Regions from separate parts of the Sus scrofa genome. Here region 1 is linked to region 2. The links are chromatin contacts, called in public HiChIP or PLAC-seq maps. All regions are on one chromosome and are shown on one strand. The core of a region is the stretch at or near the end of the contact, and the rest is flanking DNA. Distances in the headings are between cores, read along the strand shown.

What was found. HiChIP or PLAC-seq counts read pairs in DNA pulled down with a chosen protein or histone mark.
Region 1: an H3K27ac HiChIP or PLAC-seq map of alveolar macrophages shows a contact between it and region 2. The contact joins two enhancer-like sites. A contact is called at or near these places in 1 of 47 Hi-C or Micro-C datasets (embryonic fibroblasts) and 1 of 2 datasets of contacts at active chromatin or transcription factors (alveolar macrophages).

What each region holds. Positions count from the first base shown.
Region 1 is chr13:198,706,447-198,709,146 of Sscrofa11.1, forward strand. No RefSeq gene overlaps it. Among named protein-coding and RNA genes, the nearest start is that of RUNX1, 73 kb to the left of the region's middle. Within about 2 kb of position 1,440, at least 2 of the 83 cell types and tissues checked have an H3K27ac peak or open chromatin away from gene starts, as enhancers often do. A contact at or near this core is called in alveolar macrophages, where this site is marked.
Region 2 is chr13:198,487,499-198,490,198 of Sscrofa11.1, forward strand. The region is part of intron 1 of RUNX1 (runt related transcription factor 1); the gene reads right to left. Among named protein-coding and RNA genes, the nearest start is that of RUNX1, 150 kb to the right of the region's middle. Within about 2 kb of position 1,448, at least 12 of the 83 cell types and tissues checked have an H3K27ac peak or open chromatin away from gene starts, as enhancers often do. A contact at or near this core is called in alveolar macrophages, where this site is marked.

The DNA.
Region 1 (2,700 bases), core at 190-2,689, 220 kb after region 2:
GCAAAGCAGCCTTGGAGTGACATCAAGAGCACATTTTCTCCCAGGGATATAAAATACATGATGAATTTTTTTATTTTATTGAATATATTTGACATATAATATGATGCACATTTCAAGTGTACATGTTAACTCGATACATTTATATATAGTAATATGATTGCTATATGTAATATGATTTCCATTGTAGCAATATTTAGCACCTCTATCGCACGGCGTAATTATAGCACCAGATTGTGGTCTGTAGTCATTCTGTTGTGCATTCGATCTCTATGGTCTCATCTACTACTTGTTGCAATTGTGCACCCTTACACGACGTTTTGCTCCCTAAACATTCCAAAAAGTGCAGATCAGAGAGAGATTTACAATAGAAGGAGTGTGTACTGCGTCTACATAGTAGAAAGATACCACGTCCGGTACAGGGCAACTTATCTAAATACCCACAGAACACATTCCTGTCCCCCAGTTGCAAGAATGCTGCTGAATCCTGTATCCAGAATATGAAAAAAAATAAAGACAAAAATGAAACACACTGAGACTTATTTTTTAAAGGTCTGTTAAAGGATAAACATGCACAGGGGAAGGTTTTTATTAAGTAGTCTTTACTGTGCATAGAGGTATTTGCACATTTTACCAACTGCCTGACTAATGCATGCCAGAATAAGAAAACTTTTTTCCTTGCTGGATTTTTTTTTTTTTTTATCTCCATGAGATTTTCTGCTGGGATTCTACGTCTTATAAAAGGATAAGACAGATTTGGTTGACCACGTGGGACACTGGATCCTTGCATATGGTGACTTTACTGCTGGTTCTGGCTTGATTAACCGGTTACCTAGAAAGTGAATATGGAATAGAGTTGGTAAAGAATCAAAAAGGTGATTTAAAAGAGCTGAAAGTAAGTTTGTACTTCCCATAGCACTCCCGAATATCTGGATATCGAGGGCTTTGTTGACAGGTGACAGTTCTGGGCGTGAAACCCCAAATGACCCCGGGTTCATTTCTCATCCCGGTGGCCTTGGGAAGGAAGTTTTCAATTGGAGAGTTTTAGGCTGTAACCGATATGGACAAATAGAGTCACTGGCACTGGTTTTCCATCGTGATTAGGAGCTGGAGTCTACCTTGGCCGCCCATATGCCTTGTTTTAAGGGGAGTCGAGAGCCACCTAGTTTATGTCCTTGTTTGAGCCTCCCCCACCAATTAGTGTCAGAGGCGAGCCTGATGTCAGGGCTGCTGGTTCTTACTTCTGGGCTCCTTCCTCCAGGGTGGGTGGGTCCCTTCCTGCAGAGACAGCATCTGCTCTGAAGCATTCATGCCTCAAGAGTGACATGACATGTTTCAGCATCTATTACACTCTGGAAACTGGCATCCATTGTCATCCATCACTTGGAACCAGCAAGTTCTCATTCCCTACTCTGCTTTAACTCGAACCTCATGTGATGTCCCCATACATCTTTCCCAATCCATACTGACCTTCAGCATCACTAACCCTAATAGGAGATTTCACTTCCCAGTTTGCTCTTAGGGAAAAAGGCCAAAAATTAATTCCCAGGTTCCTCCCCCACCCCTGACTCACTTTCTTTGTGATCATCTTTCCTAATCCCCGCTTGTCGGCACGATGAATTGCAGGAAACACACCATTGTGGTTTTTCAAGCCCTCCACGTTTGAGAGATTCATTGATTTTGTCTACTTTTGACACTCACAAGTGGGAACATGGCATCAGCCTGGCCTCTGGTGAGCTAATAGATAAGAAAGAAGAAAGAATATTGGCACATCTAAAAAGGGGCGAGACTGAGTAACATGGTAATATTAAAGCAACGGTGAGTTGTAAAATAAGTGTGCACCTATTTCCAGAAAGCATCAGGTGCTGCCTCAATGAAAATGTTGAATTTCAAGCCCTGGGGAAAAGTCCCTCCAATTTTGGTTGACTTTAATTTAAATGAACAACTATTTCTGGAACACTTTCTGTGCCATCTCCTGTCATCCCATTAGCTGCCTGTCACCAACTCAGTGACCATAAGGTACAAGGCCAGACTCCTCTAGAGCATCCATACTTTATTTTCTTTCCCAATTTCCTTTCTTAACACTTATCTAAGTCTTTTTTTTTCTTCTTTTTATGGCAGCACCTGAGGCATACGGAAGTTCCCGAGCTAGGGCTCAAATCAGCTATAGCCGCAGGCTTACGCCACAGCCACAGCAATGCCAGATCTGAGCTGCCTCTGAGACATATGCCATGGCTTCTGGTAACACCAGATGCTTAACCCACTGAGCAAAGCCAGGGATAAAACCCCCATCTTCAGAGAGACTGCATCAGGTTCTTAACCCACCCAGCCACAATGGGAACTCCTAAACTTTACTGTAAAGAAAGAAATATGTGAATGTACTTCATGCCACTTACTGTACATTGAAACATGTCTCAAAGGATAAATTTTATGTTATTTGTATTTTTCCACAATATAAAAGAAATGATTTCAGAAAGGAAAAAGAGTATTTTTTTTATTATTGTTATTTTTGGCTTTTTGTCTATTCAGCACCCCCCCCGCCCCGAGGCATATGGAAGTTCCCAGGCTAGGGGTCTGATCGGAGCTGTAGCCACTAGCTTACACCACAGCCACAGCAATGCAGGATCCAGGCTGCATCTGCGACCTACACCACAGCTCAGGGCAACGCCAGATCCTTAACCCATTGAGCAAGGCCAGGGATTG
Region 2 (2,700 bases), core at 198-2,697:
TCTCCTGAGTCATGCATGGAACTTGCTTTCTACTGTTCCTTGCAATTCAAAAGCGTTTGGAAGCCTCTGGACTAAAATTTCCCTTTTTCTTACTTTGTGAGGGTGACTCGGCATGCGAGCCTCTGCGACTCTCTGAAGGTCCTCTAACTTCTGCACCTCCATCTCCTCACTGGCCAAGCCTAGAGCCCTGATGTTGTCAGCAGGTTATTCAGAAGACCACATTATTTTTTTTTCACATCTTTAAAGTCTTTATTTTTTGTATTTTTAAAAATTTTGTTGAAGTATAGTTAATTTACAAGGCTATGATAAATTTCTGCGGTACAACAAAGTGATCCAGTCGTACAGAGACAAGACCACACTCAACCATTGCCGCTGAAGCACTTGGAAAAGCCAGGCACAGCTATCAGTGGTGAAGGATTATTATAAAACAAATCAGAGTGGAACTTTTTTTTTTCTTTTCTTTTTTAGGGCCACGCCCTCAGCATATGGAGGTTCCCGGGCTAGAGGTCAAATCAGAGCTACAGCTGCTGGCTTACACCACAGTCACAGCAATGCAGGATCTGAGATGGGTCTGCAACCTAGACCAGAGCTCACGGCAATGCCAGATCTTTAACCTACTGAGCAGGGCCAGGGATTTAACCTGCAACCTCATGGTTCCTAGTTGGATTTATTTCTGCTGTGCCACAACAGGAACTCCAAGAGTGGAACTATTTTGAGGGCCACCCTTCTGTGGAATGACATCCGATTATTTTGGGAAGTAAGAAGTGTCTAAGCAGACACTTTGTATAATCTGTGCATTTATAGAGGGAAAGGGAAGTTCCAAAAAAAAAAAATGAGTGTTTTTTTCCCCAGGTCCCTCAATAGCAGCTGATCTGGGGAACCCCTGACCTGTGCATTACTGCCATGCACCCAAACCTGCTACTCTATCAACAGCTGTGTTGCTACTTTTTTTTTTTTTTTTTAAGAGGGATAGACTTGTGAAATTTTATTTACAGAAAATTTAGAACTCACGAAAAACTAAGTTGATTTCTCCCCTTTCAAAGTGGCTTTCCAATTGCAATCACATAAATTAAACTCCAGCTTTGAAGAAACTGCGGGGACTGAGTCATGAATCTCCCAGGAGAGGTACGGAGAACCCCTTGAAACTCTCGAGAAATTAATGCAATAAGATGCAAAGAACGACTGTGACTAATCCTCTACCTGAAACGTCAGTTGGGAAAGGATGTTTCAAACTGTATGGGAAAAGCAGAAGGGAAAATGCCCCTTGCCTCTCTTTGACGATCTAAACTGAAAGCAAGGGAAGAACCAAAAAAATGTCAGCCTAAACGTCCCATTTTGTCTCTCCAGTGGGAAAGTGTCGCGTAAAACACAGGCCAGGCCGAGATGATGCATGAGGTGGTTGCTCAATGCTGTGTTGTGACACTTCTTAACTGTCACCAAGGGCTGGCCAGGGTGGTGATGGTTGCATCAGTCCCTCTGCAAGGTGTTTCCTGGGCTTTGCAGACAGGGTGGTTCGGGGGCGGTACAATCTCTCTTCTTGTGGAGGCCAGATAAAGCCTCCTGCTCCGGGCCACTATCTTTCAGTGCTGAAGCTGTAGATAATACTGTTTCAAACCCGCTGCCCAAGTCCTGCTTTCCCAGTTTATAAGTCTTTATTGCTAAAGTCTTTTGTGTGTGTTTTATCAGACACATTTTATCGTACTTCTCCAAACGCCCTTTGTCAGAGTCAGCCTTTGAACTTTTGCATATACATTGAATGTGACCGAAGATTCAGGACAAGTAAAGGGCTTATCTTATAATTCTAAAGAAAGAGGAACAGAGTCATCGATCTTTCTGCTATAATAGATCTTCTCGAGGTCTGTGTGTGTGTGTGTGTGTGTGTGTGTGTGTGTGTCAGCGCTAGTGGGCACGCCTGCTGGGAGGACAGGAGTATAATTTGGCTCTGTTTAAGCTATTGTGCAACAGATAAGCTACACAACTAGTTTATGCCTGTTGTTTCTGCACAAATTAAACCTCAATCCTGGTGCAGTGCAAAAAATGCTCATGGCCAGCCTGTGTTGGATGGTGCAAAAGGCCACTGAGACTGGGCCTGACATTGGGGCCCTATTCACAGGACTCCCTGTGTGGACAGCACACCAGGCCAACTTCTATGTTCTCTTTTTGGGGTGAGATGTCAGCCAGGGCCTTAATAAGACTCTTGCTCTCCTCTCATTTGACACGGACGCTCTCTGGAACTGAGCTCCAGCCCTGCCAGAGGAATGATGCTCGCTCATGTTAAGTTCATCTCCGTGATGCAGCAAGCTGATGGAATCCATTTGGATTACATCAAATGGGTTTATAACATCGCCCCTCCCTTCTCATTTTTTTTGCATGTCTCACGTCAAACCCAACCCTGCAATTGTGAAAATCAACTAGGAAAGAAGAGATAAGGGACAGGTGAGAGTGGCACTGCCCTCTTCTCTGGGCACAGAGGCAACTTTTTTTTTTTTTTTTTTTTTTTTTGTAGGGCTGAACCCAAGGCATATGGAAGTTCTCAGGCTAGGGGCTGATTCAGAGCTGTAGCTGCCTGCCTACACCACAGCCACAGCAATGCTAGATCTGAGCTGCGTCTTCAACTTACACCACAGCTCACGGACATACCGGATCCTTAACCCGCTGAGTGAGGCCAGGGATCGTACCCAAATCCTCATGGATACTAGT